2 separate regions of the Sus scrofa genome follow, and region 1 is linked to region 2. Evidence: chromatin contacts called from public Hi-C data. All regions are on one chromosome and are shown on one strand. The core of a region is the stretch at or near the end of the contact, and the rest is flanking DNA. Distances in the headings are between cores, read along the strand shown.

What was found. A called contact is a pair of places that touch in the nucleus more often than the background predicts.
Region 1: a Hi-C map of liver shows a contact between it and region 2, with 2.9 times the contacts expected there. The contact joins the promoter of NUMB here to the enhancer-like site in region 2. A contact is called at or near these places in 1 of 5 promoter capture datasets (liver), 3 of 47 Hi-C or Micro-C datasets (embryonic fibroblasts and liver) and 1 of 2 datasets of contacts at active chromatin or transcription factors (alveolar macrophages).

What each region holds. Positions count from the first base shown.
Region 1 is chr7:96,794,795-96,801,387 of Sscrofa11.1, forward strand. NUMB (protein numb homolog) reads right to left here and starts at 3,896. Exons shown (of 9, transcript XM_021099490.1): 1 at 3,668-3,896.
Region 2 is chr7:96,705,594-96,712,058 of Sscrofa11.1, forward strand. All of the region lies in intron 1 of NUMB (protein numb homolog), which reads right to left. Among named protein-coding and RNA genes, the nearest start is that of NUMB, 90 kb to the right of the region's middle. Within about 2 kb of position 1,733, at least 1 of the 83 cell types and tissues checked has an H3K27ac peak or open chromatin away from gene starts, as enhancers often do. A contact at or near this core is called in liver, where this site is marked.

The DNA of each region.
Region 1 (6,593 bases), core at 2,646-5,145, 91 kb after region 2:
AGTCAGAAGCAGTTTCTTTGGGATTTAAAAACCACCATTTTTTCAACTACGGATTAACAAATCTCACTGTAAAAGACGAGCAATCAGAGCAATTCGTAGATAAGTATGATTAAATTATGGGTGAATAATAAGTCAAGTGAATAAAGTCCATTTATTAAAAAGCAGGCAAGTAATCAAACTGGCTAATGTTCATGATTATGAAAAAAAAAACCGAACTTTTACATTTTTCCCACACTCGATTATCAAGATTTTACATTCCTCCATCAGATAGTAAAGAATTGAATAACCTATACAAAAGTGCCCACCAACTGTACAATGACTTAAAGAAAAGCCATTTTGGTGGTAGGGATACTTCATTTATCAATACAAGGAATTCAAAGCCTTCACCCTTGAAACTTTGTCCCCCAAAATTAGTGAATTTGTTTTAAGAAAGGACCACTATGTTTTTCAACTCAAACATGCAATAATTACATGTTCTGTGTCTTCCAAATGAAAATTAAAATCATAACAAAACATAAAAACTTTCTGAGAGAAAAAAAAAAAAACTATCTAAATTTCCTGATGCAAAGCTACACTAAAAGTTTCTTCACAATCTTATAAAACATTCATGAAAGGGTTACATAAATCTCCTGGATTAAAGTTTTAAAAGAGAGCAATAAGAATCTCAACGGTTTTCAACACTGCTTTCTCTGTTCTTACATTGATTAAAACAGATATAAATCAACTCTTCCTAAATATAAACCATCTAGTCTTACAGAAGAAAAACTAAACCCACAACGAAACAAAACATGCATATATATTCTTAAAATAGCTTAAAATAAGTACTGTAGGTTACATTTAGATCCCTCAAACAAGTTACATTTATAACATATGCCACATCCAGTTCATTTTCAAGAGAGAAAACCATCAAAACAAAAGCTCCTGCTAAATAAACTATTTACTTTGTAGTTAAACTCTATCCCAGGTGCATTTTACTGTCAAGTATTATCATTATTTCTAACCTCTTCAAAAACCCAGACATCTAAAATATACAAGTCAAGTGTATCTGGTTCTCTTAAAAATGCTTTTATATTATATATTTTACATTAAGACCACGAAAAGCTTTAAAATACCTTTACTCTAAAAAGGAAACACCCTTTTGCTTTCCTCTTTTTAAACGTGTCTTTTTTGGTTTTTGCCTACTTTCTATACATGAACTGTTCTCAAACCAGTCTGTTTCAGTGTTAGTTGTTTACTGTCAACATGTCTGTATATACTTAGGTTTTTTACAAACAGTCCTTTATAGTACAGCGGTAAAAAAGAAAAGGTAACCAAAACGGCACAAGTGAAACAAAAGTGGACCACATCAAGAAAGACCATTCAATTTCATTTCTCTGCCTCAAATTCCCTTTAGTCCTCACGCCAAAGAGCCTCAATATCTAAAAGAAGCACAACACCATATGTGATAAGGCAAACACAGGAGAAACCAGATCAGAAACTGAAGAAACCTGATAGAATGTATCACCACCTGAGAAGAATTACCACAAAACAAAAAATAAATAATAAACCCAGTCCCTGAATGCTCCTACTGAAGGGTTCCAATGCATGGCAAAAAGAGTTTTTTATATCTCTTTTGACTATGAGAAATACATTTTACATTCTGATCTAGTACACATGTGTGAACTAAATTTCCCAAAACAATATTTTCCATTACCATGTGAAATGCTAGTCAATTCTTTTCTATTTAATTTCATTTTCAAAACTGGTGGTAAGACCACTAAATTGATTTTATAAATTACTAATGAATCATAATCTACAGTTTGAAAAACATAGACTTAGGACAGGGTTTCTCTTATATTAGGTTTTTGGGTTTTTTCTTTTGCAAGTTGCTTCTACTCATCCCTAGCAGGGCAGACAGGTATTTTAAGGTTGGTATTATTACTCTTTTCAAAAAAGCAAGAGGTTCTTGAAGTGTGGTCCCCTGACCAATACAAGCATCACCTGAGATAAATGCAAATTCTCAGACCCAAACCCAGCCCTAACTGAATCAGTAGAGCTAGCAGACTGCTGTTTAACAAGTCCTCCAGGTGATTCTGGTGCAAATCAAAGTTTGAGAACAACCGCATTAAGGAATTCAGGTCTTCCTTTATCTTCTACACATTTGATAATCCAGTACACAGTGCTTACTCTGTGCCAGTCATCAGCCTAAAAGTTCCACAAAACATTAACTCACATGAGAAAACAACCCTTAAAAGTAGGAACTCTATTATACAGATGAAACTTCAGCACAGAGAGAGGTTAAGTTGTCGAAGCTAGGTGGTGGAACTAGAATTCAAACTTATTTTTAAATTGACATAAGTAAGTCTGTCCTCTTCATGCCCCTCCTCTTGCTGATCAAGTCCGCAGTCCTACTCCTTTATCTCGGCTACTCCTTTTCCCATTCAAATCTCCCATCCTGCCAACGTCCTTATTTTCTAGCATTATTGCTGTCGTCCTAAAACAAATTTCTAAAGCAATGGAATGCGAGTCACAACCTTGCTCTTAAAACACTTTCTCTGATCCTAGATGGCATCTTAGTATTGTGAAGCTGAAACTTCTATTTCTTAGGTCCTTACAACCTATTAAGGGCCCTATGTTAATTTCTCATATCTACGGTTCTGGCCAGTTTCCACAAGACCACGCTTCCTGGGCAACTTTCTGGCTCCTTCCTACTACGCCCTATCTTCTACTCCCTTCCTACAAGGAAACTACTTTTCCCCGCCTACCCGTATCATTTTCCTTGATTTAACTCCAGCTGAGAGAACTTCCACTCCTCAGCTAGACCCCTCACCCTGACGTCAAACCCAAGCTACCCCCATGAGGATTTTTTTTCCCCTGATCTCTTGTGGATCCTCAGACCCAGGAGTTCCCAGTCTGATCTAGGATCTTCCATCCCAGACCAGCGGTGGGGGGCAGGGCGCTCCGGTTCCTAACTTGTTCAAGATCTCCATGGGTCAGACCCTCCGAAGATCCGTAACAGTCCAAGAGCGCTTCTCCCTCGGACAGCCGCCCTTCTCAGGAGGGTGCTCAGCCCCCTCCCTGTCTTTCCTAGACGCCCTTTCTCCGACCCCGGCTGCTCCCAGTACCCTGGACCCCGACCTCCCTCGGTCTCTCTTCTCTCTCGAACCCAAGCCACTCCCAGTCTACGGCCCCCCGAGCCCCTCCCCGGCTTTCTCCGCTCGGGCCGCTCCCGGGATTCCCTGTTTCCACTTTTTCCTCGCTCCGAAGCTGTCCTGGGTATTCCCGAGTCACCCTGCCCTCGGACCAAGTCGTAACCCGCCATCCCCTCTCTAGGAGCCCAGTCGCTCCCGTCTCCCTACGGACCTACCCCTCACACACCCGCAGCCAGTCAGTGCCCCAGACCCGAGCGGCTGGCTGGGCGTCCCAAGGAAGCTCCCGGCCCAACTCGCTTGAGTCCGGCCCCAGCCTACCTTGCCAGCGCGAACTCCGCCGCCGGGAGCCGGGCGGTTCTCGCACTAGCCCAGTCAGCGCGAACTCGCGGCCACCGCCCCCGCCCTGGCCCCGGCCCGGGCCCGACCCGGCCTGCAGCCCAGGCCCCCTTCCGCAGGCCTCCGCCTCCGGATGACCGAGCTGGAGTTTTCGCTCGGAGATGGCCCTCAGCCTTCAGGCCCGCGTTACAGGCACTCACCTGCCGCTATCCTCGACCAACTCCAGCGCCACTGCCTCTACCTCGGCCGCCGGCAGCCACCAAGCGCCACCACCTCCCCCATGACAACAGGCCCACCCCGTTTCACACTTCCTACCTCTCCATTGGATAGTGGTGATACAGCTCTCTGCTCTTATTGGCTTAGTTTACCCGTCCGTCATAGCTTCCTTACCGCCCCTTTTCCTGGACCCGGTATTAGCCCCCTCCCGGACCTGGACCGTCCCAAGCCCAGCTTTAGTTGTAATTGGTTGACGGTTGGGCAGTTCGAAATCCTGATAGGCTGCAGAAAGTGTCTATTAAATCAACCTGCAAGGGATGTGGCGGCGACTGTTGGTTCGAGCTTGGGCAGTTTGGTTGCGCAGTAGAAAGCAAGGAAGGGGCAGGCGCTTATTGTCGGAGGGGAAAGGTTAACTCTTTGTTGTAAAATTGACTCTGTAAACATCCCTTTCTCCAACTTCCTCTCTGTAAGGAGAAACTTACCACTGCCTGCTCACCCAGAGGGCAGTACTTACCAACAGCAACATCAGAGTTGGCGTTTAAAGACTCATTAGCGGCTTCTTGAAAGAAAAGCACGTAGATGAAAATTTCCTCCTCTTCGCTTGAAGTCCTAAGGTGCTCAGTTACCTTAAAGTTCATCTCCATGCTAAAGGGCAAAGAACCACCACTGAAGTTAGTCCACTTTGGTTGCAGTTATAAACGTCGTTAATGAATTGAAGTGGTATGTTGAGAGTTCTGCAGCTTTCAGACGCAGCGCTGGATGTCTCCTGCAAGGGACCAGGCAACCATCAGCAAGTTTGGACTATATGGGCCACATTTTACCCTTGTGATGCTCTGAAAAGGAGAATTCAGCTCCCCGTAACTTGCTTTCTATGCTCAGCAGTTCTTAAATAGCCCTACTAGATGTGTGTCAGATACTTTAAAAGCTTGTCTTTTTTTCTGAACCTCTCTTCCCAGCAGTCTAAATTAAGACCATTGAATGAATTGCAGTTCTTTTCTCACATGGCACAATGTACAAGAATAAATGATTGCATTTTTTATTCATTTGGGTACAAATCACAGTAGGCACTTTTGAGAAATCTGGTGTTGCTATAAAAACTCTTGTACTCCTAGAAATATATCCACCATTAGCTTTTTGCTTTTCTTTTTCATTTCTGCCCACTCTGCCTGTTCATAAATAACAAAATGCTCACCTAATTACCCTTTCAGTTTCTAAATCAGATTTAAATGTACCCTCCTCACAATTCCACCTATAACATAAACCCCATGGGTCATGAAACATACTCAAGGATGGACTGGAACAGGTTGAGGATGTACTTCCCTCTTAAACAGCACTTTATGGTTGGGGACTTGCTGTGGAACCAAGAATCTGGACTTTGCTCCTTACTTCTTCCTGCTAACTCTTTGTTCCATATTTCTTCTATTTACCCTTCTTTCCTTTGCCAGCAAGCAATAAGAAGTCTAAAACTGCATGGTTTGTTATCTCCCTCAAAATTGTCTATTTTCTAACATATATTTTTAGTCACGTTTAAATAAACTACATACTTCCATCACCAAACTAAGAGGAAATTATTCCTCCAGCAACTCTACGTAACAATAAGATGTCTTTTCCTAGTTATTTTCCGGAACTTTCCTCCCCCTTCTCTCATCTTCACCTTCCAATTTAGAAATAACCTCCCCTTCAATTCAATGACTCATAAAAAGCCTGTAAAAGGAAAGTGGAAAAGCCAAAATAACTTTAGTGATGTCTGAATCACCCAGTTGAGGGAAAGATCACACATTGACCAGGATAAGATGGAGTCCAAGGCTTAACAAAAGCCTGAACTAACATCCCATAATAAAAGAAGTAACATGTAAATGTGAAGATGCTCCAGTAAGAAGGAGATATCGGTATGTCCCTTACACAGCTTTTTAATGTATTACCAGCAGCTTTCTTCTCTCTAGTCTTGGCAGTGTGCCCTACCTACCTACCAATTTTAGGGCAAGTTGAAGGCAATTAATGTTCTGGCAGATAGGAAACAATAACGTCATAGGAGGGCATGGCCATTATTATGGTACTTTGGGTAATAATGGCTCTTGCACAGCCGTGGTGACTATGTGCCATAGAGAACATAGAATTAGGCCAGCCTCACTAAGAGGACTTGCCATCTAAGTTCAGGAACTCAACAAAATTACTATAACAAAACTAGGAAAGTTGCCACAAAGGTCAGCTATTCCTTCTATTTCATACGCTAAAAAAGAAAAAAAACTATTCATAAATGTTTTTGCTCATACATGTTTATACACTTATACCACACCCATTCCTGGTGAAAAATCAGTTAAGAAAAATGTAAAATACACACATACAATCCAATAAGAAGAGAGAAAACCTTAAAGAAGGAAGGTTTTGTGTTTTTTTGTTGTTTTTTTGTTTGTCATTTTAGGGCTACACCTGCGTATATGGAGGTTCCCAGGCTAGGGGTCAAATCAGAGCTGCAGCTACTGACCTACACCACAGCCACAGCAATGCCAGATCCTTAACCTACTGAGCAGGGCCAGGGATCAAACCTGCATCCTCGTGGACACTAGTCAGATTCATTTCCAGTGAGCCATGATGGGAACTCCAAGAAGGAGGGTTTTCAGGAATGTTCTTTGATCCAAGAGAAGGGCTACTATGTTATTGGCGCCCATGCAGTACCGCTTATACGCTACATTTTGATTTTGCTTGCATAAGGTAAACTTATAATTACTCCAACCAGCTTCTGCTTTCTTTCCCGTGTTATGTGCTTCTCCATCATCCTCAAGTTCCACTCTTAAAAAGCAAGAACACTGGAGTCAGGGAGTCTGCAGCTTTGTGCTGCGTGGTTGGCTGTGGAAGTGGTGCAGATGGTATCTGTGGAGAGCCACTTGAGCAAGACCAGGATGGCAGGTA
Region 2 (6,465 bases), core at 483-2,982:
CTTCTTAGGCCTCAAAGAATACACAAAAATATTTTTTCCAGGGACAATAGCAGTTCACATTTAAAAGGATAAATAAAAACAAATTTATACCTAGGTACAACATATGAAAAGACAAAAAACTAAAAAACAGAGCTCAAAAGCAGCCAGGTGTAAAAAGGGGGGGGGGGCAGATTCACTTAATTATTTGGCAGCTGATTTATCAATAGCAACAACAGAAACCAGAAGAGAGTGGAATTATTTCTTCCAATGGCTACAAAAATAACTGCTACCCCACAATTGCATACCTAATGAAATATCTATCAAGAATGAGGATGATGGAGTTTCCTGGTGGCTCAGTGTTTTAAGGATCTGGCATTGTCACTGCCGTGGCACCAGTTCGATCCCTGGCCTGGGAACTTTGGCATTCAGTGAGTAAGGCCAAAGGGGGAAAAAAAAGAATGAGGACAATAAAGACTCTTTCAGACAAAAATTTTACAACATAAAATCCTATTTTAAAAAAATGCTAAAGAAAAATAGTTTCAAAAGAAAGAAGGGGCATAGTTCCCGTCGTGGTGCAGCAGAAATGAATCTGACTAGGAACCATCAAGTTGTGGGTTTGATTCCCGGCCTCGCTCAGTGGGTTAAGGATCCAGCGTTGCCATGGGCTGTGGTGTAGGTCGCCGATGTGGCTCAGATCTGGCTTTTCTGTGGCTGTGGCGAAGAAGGCCAGTAGCTATAGCTCCAATTAGACCCCTAGCCTGGGAACCCCCAGATGCTGCAGGTGCGGCCCTAAAAAGACAAAGAAAAAGAAAAGAAAAGAAAGAAGGTAACCCAGATGGAAAAATCCGAAATCCCTAAAGGAATCAAGAACATACCAAATTGGAATTGACATCAAATATCAGGCTCATTTTCACCATATAAACTGAAGAGTTAGAAAAGCCATTTGATGGAGTTACTATTGAGGCTCAGCAGGTTAAGAATCCTACATACTGTCTGTGAGGGATGAGGGTTTGATCCCTGGCCTCGATCAATGGTTTGGGGATCTGGCGTCACTGAAAGCTGCAGTTCCAACTTGATGCTAGGCTGGGAATTTAAATATGCCACAGGTGCAGCCATTAGGAAAAAAAAGAAAAAAGCCAATTGACAGCAAAAGAGAAAGAAATAGATTAATAAAGGAAAGAGAAAGAAGTAAGGTGCTAGTAGTATTATAACCTCTGGTTCCAGCTGTTCTTAAGGCCTAATGAAATCCTGTCCTTGGAAACTGGGAGAGACCCCAGTGTCTTTATATTAGAGTCTACTTTTCCCTTAAAAATGAAGAAAGGAGAAAGGTCATAAATTAATGAAATTTAAAACATATAATATAGAAAATCAAAGTCAAGCACTGGTTTTTTGATAAGACTAAGAAAATAGATAAAACCTCTAGCAAGACTGATAAAGGAAAAAAGGGAAGGTACAAAAATAGCAGCAATAAAAGAGATTAAATACTTAGAAAGCAGAAATTTAAAAGACAACAAAAAATATTTTAAACAATTTTATGCCAAATACTTAAAAAATTCAGACAAAATGGATGGATTCCTAAAAAATGGAAAAAAAAAAAAAAAACCTTCTGTAAACTGAATTAACTAGAAACAGAAATCCTCAATAAAACTATTTAGAAAATTGAATACATGTTTCCTTACAAAATACTAGGCTCACACCTCTCCCCCCTGCCAAAATAAGGCAAAGACAGTCAAACCGAAGTTCAACTAAACTTTCAAAAGGTACATTAGTCCAGTCTTATGTAAATCCCTTCAGGGAGAGGGGGGGATTGTTCTCCACTCATACTCCTGGGGTTGGCATAATCAGGATACTAAAATTAAGGACAAACTATAAGAAATAAAATTTAAGGACCAATTTCATCTGTGAACACATGCAAAACTTCTAAATAAAATAGTAATAAATTAAACCCAACTATGTAATTTTTAAAAGACCATCAGGATTAAGTTGGGTTCATTCCAGCAATGCAAGGGTGATTCAACTTTAGAAAATCAATAAATGTCATTCACCACATTAACAGAATAAGGGAGGACAACCATACGATCATCTTCATAAAGGTAAGAAAAGCATCTGATAAAATTCAATACTTATTTTTCACACACATACAAAATCTTAGCCAAAGAACAAGAGAAAAGTATTTAAACCTCGGAATATCTATCAAATATCTATAGCAAACATTATTATTAATGGTGAAACATCAGGAGCATGTCATTGTAAAAACTAAGTGCAATATAAGAATGTCCACTATTGGAATTCCTGCTGTGGCACAACAGGATTGGCAGTGGTTCTTCAGCGCCAGGACAAAAGTTCAATCCCTGGCCTGGTACAGTGGGCTAAAGGATTCAGCGTTGCAGCAGCTGTGGCATGGGGTCAGATCTGATCCCTGGCCCAGGAGCTCCATATGCCACGGGGCAGCCACAAAAGAAAAAAGAAAAAAAGAATGTCCACTATTAACACTGTATTGAACACTACATTTGAGGTCCTAACTAGCATAGTAAAGCAAGAAAAAGAAAGTGTAAGCACTGGAAAGGAAGACACAGTTGCAATCATCATACTTTAGTAAGGTAGGCTAAACAGATCTACATACCAAGAAACTTGTATCAGCCAATAAAAAATGAGAAAATATACTACTTACAATAGTAACATGAAATAATGTATCTAATAATTAAGAGATTTGAAAGAACTTTATGGAAAAAAAGAAACTTTACTGACAGATTATTTTTTTGTCTTTTTGCCTTTTCTAGGGCCGCACTCCTGGCATATGGAGGTTCCCAGGCTAGGGGTCCAATCGGAGCTGTTGTTACGGGATCTGAGCCGTGTCTGCAACCTATGCCACAGCTCACGGCAACGCCGGATCCTCAACCCACTGAGCAAGGCCAGGGATCAAACCCGCAACCTCATGGCTCCTAGTCGGATTCATTAACCACTGCATCAAGACAGGAACTCCTGAAAGATATTTTTAAATATCTAAATATCTAGATAACTAGAACTAGACACATCATGTTCAAGGACAGAAAGGCTCAATAGCATAAAATAAAGAAAATAAATTAAATGCACATGTAGATTAAAAGCTACTGAGATCTTGGGCTCGTATAAATCCTGCTTTTTAATAATAGCTTTTGAGTTTTTTTATGTAACTTAACCCAAATTACTCCCTTTTATGGATATTTTTTCAATTTGTATGAACTTATTAGGCACTAATTATAGGTAATGTACTTTAACTAAATTGCAGCAATAGGAGTTTCTGTCATGGCTCAGCAGAAACAAATCTGACTAGCATCCATAAGGATGCAGGTTCGATCCCTGGCCTCACTCAGTGGGTTAAGGACCCGGCATTACTGTGAGCTGTGGTGTTAGTTGCAGACACAGCTTGGATCCTGCGTTGCTGTGGCTGTGTAGGCCAGCAGCTACAGCTCTGATTCGATCCCTAACCTGGTATCTTCCATATGCCACATGTGTGGCCCTAAAAAGACCAAAAAAAAAAAAAAAAAAAAATTGTAGCAAGAGTTGTTATGGTACTTCAGAATGTTGACAGCTACAATGAACAAGTATGAATGAAGAGAACATGATCAGTACGTGGCTGATTTCTCGTTAAATGTGCTATGGTCCCATGAGTTCAAAGGTCAATCAGATTCCACATTCACCATAATGTAAATTCTAATAACCACTCCTGCAAGTGATGAAATATTGCCAACATTTTATGTATGTTTTCGTTCTTGATAATCAGCTATGAATACTGCCAAAAGCAAATATTCCTTAAAAGTCACCTAAAAATGTAAAAACTTATTCTGAATACAAATTCTACTTACAAGAGGAAAACAGACGAAACACATTTCTAATACAATAATCATATTGGGCTCAAAGGGTACCTCCAGTGGACCTATGTGTCATCCTTATACATATAATACCCTTGTATATGTAAGACCTATAAGCAGTTGTCCAGTCTGCTTTACAAGAGACCTAAACTTGATCAAATGTATGATTTTCTTTAGGTCTAACTTACTCAAATTTAATTTTGATTTACTTAAGTTTCGTGATATATTACTGCTTAAACTTTGCTTTATCCAAATTTCCTAATAGTGAATTAGAAGTAATGATCATCTGCTTTACTGGTGGCTAGGAAATGATCACACTAAGAGGTAACATTTACTGAATGTTTACTGTGGGAGTTCCCGTCGTGGAGCAGCAAAAACGAATCTGACTAGGAACTATGAGGTTGTGCGTTCGATTCCTGGCCCCGATCAGTGGGTTAAGGATTCAACATTGCTGTGAGCTGTGGTGTAGGTTGCAGATGCAGCTTGGATTTGGCGTTGTTGTGGCTGTAGCGTAGGCCAGGGGCTACAGCTCCGATTAGACCCCTAGCCTGGGAACCTCCGTGAGTGCAGCCCTCAAAAAGACAAAAAAATAAAATAAAAATTAAAAAAAAAAAAAAGTTTACTGTGTATCTGGCACTGTTATAGACGCTTTGTAGACATTAAAGCATTTATCTTCACAACAACCCTCTCAGGTGGACAATAATATTATCACCATTTTACAGATAGGAAAATTGAGGTACAGAAAAGCTGAGTTACTTTCCAACGTCACACAACTAAGTAGAGAACCTTAGGGATTCATGCCCAAGTAGCTGTCTCCAGAGCCCAGACCCTCAATTAGTATATTATACTTCTTTTCATAATATTTAAAAGATACATGCAATTATTATGGATGAAAAAACTCACCATTAAGTAATTTATCAGTAAGAGAAATAACAGTTAAGCAATATCAATATCAATACAATTTAACATAGGTTGATACTTCACAGCTATTTCAAAGTCTCATGGCCGTGATTAAGAGTTTTGAAGTTGGACAGACCTGGCTCTGAATCTTGGCTGTGCCCTTTACAAGCTGTGTGACTTTGGACAAGTTTCGTAACTTCACCAAGCCTCAGTTTCCTCATCTGTAAAATGAGAATAATAAACATCTCACAAAATTGTTGTTAGTAACATAAGTATTGCTACATTACATTGATATATGGTAAATCCAAACAAAACCAGGTACACAAAGTAAAAAGAGAAGGTTCACAATTTCCCCCAGGAAACATTACAGTGACATGAGGATGACCACTCCAAGTCATCAGAGCTACTATAAGAGCCACATACTAACAGAGAACCACAATCTCCTCTAATTCATAATAAATAACTTCCCTGGATAGAAGTCAAATGCCTAGAGGTAAATTACTGGATCTCTGAAAAATGAAGAACTATATGTACAGAAAGCGAGCCAAACAGGTAAGATAAAGTTGTTTGTTGACAACAACCCCCACAAATCCCATTCCACACATATCCTTTCTAAGATTAGTAGTATTCAAGGGGCCCAAAACAGGAAGAGCTATTTCAAGGAAAAGTGATTCCTGGCACTGGTAGGAAGGAATTTTTTTTTTCCCCATTTTTGGCCACCCCGCAGCATATGGAGTTCCCAGGCCAGGGATCAGATCTGAACCACAGTCCTGACCCAAGCTAAAACAATGCTGGATCCTTATTCAACTATGCCGGGCCAGGATTGAAACCACATCCTAGTGCTCCCAAGATACAGCCAATCCTGCTGTGCCACAGTGGGAGCTCCAGAAGGAATTTTTGTAAGAGAAAAACATAAAGAAATATACATGTCACCAAAGTAGGGTAAAACTACTGTTACCAATAAAGAGTGATTGTGTCCATTTATACCTGGCATTTTACTAGTTAAAAACAAGTTAAAGTGTCATTACTGCTGTCTTTAGAATCTCAATAAAATAATTTTATTTCTTTTTTTTTGGTCTTTTTGCCTTTTCTAGGGCCGCTCCTGTGGTATATGGAGGTTCCCAGGCTAGGGGTCAAATCGGAGCTGTAGCCACTGGCCTACGCCAGAGCCACAGCAACGCGGGATCCGAGCCGCGTCTGCGACCTACACCACAGCTCACGGCAATGCTGGATCCTTAACCCACTGAGCAAGGGCAGGGATGGAACTTGCCATCTCATGGTTCCTAGTCGGATTCGTTAACCACTGTGCCACAACGGGAACTCCTCAATAAAATAATTTTACAGTAAATAACCAGATTTCTATCAACACCTGCATTTACCATAATATATTTATTTGTGATAAGGTTAGATTTCTCTGAAGGAGGTGATTTTAGCAATACAATACAAAAATCTTTTTAAAAAAGGAAAAACAGGAATTATACAAAAATCTTACAGGACAATTTTGTTATACAGCTCATTAATACTATCACCAAGGTGAGTTTTTATGAATGTCATCAGTCTAATAGTATGGATTATATTAATAATTACTATTATTTTTTGTCTTTTTAGGGCGCACCTCCCAGGGTAAGGGTCAAATCCGAGCTGTAGCTGCCGGCCTACACCACAGCCACAGCAATGTAGCATCTGGGCCATGTCTGCAACCTATAACACAGATCATGGCAACACCGGATCCTTA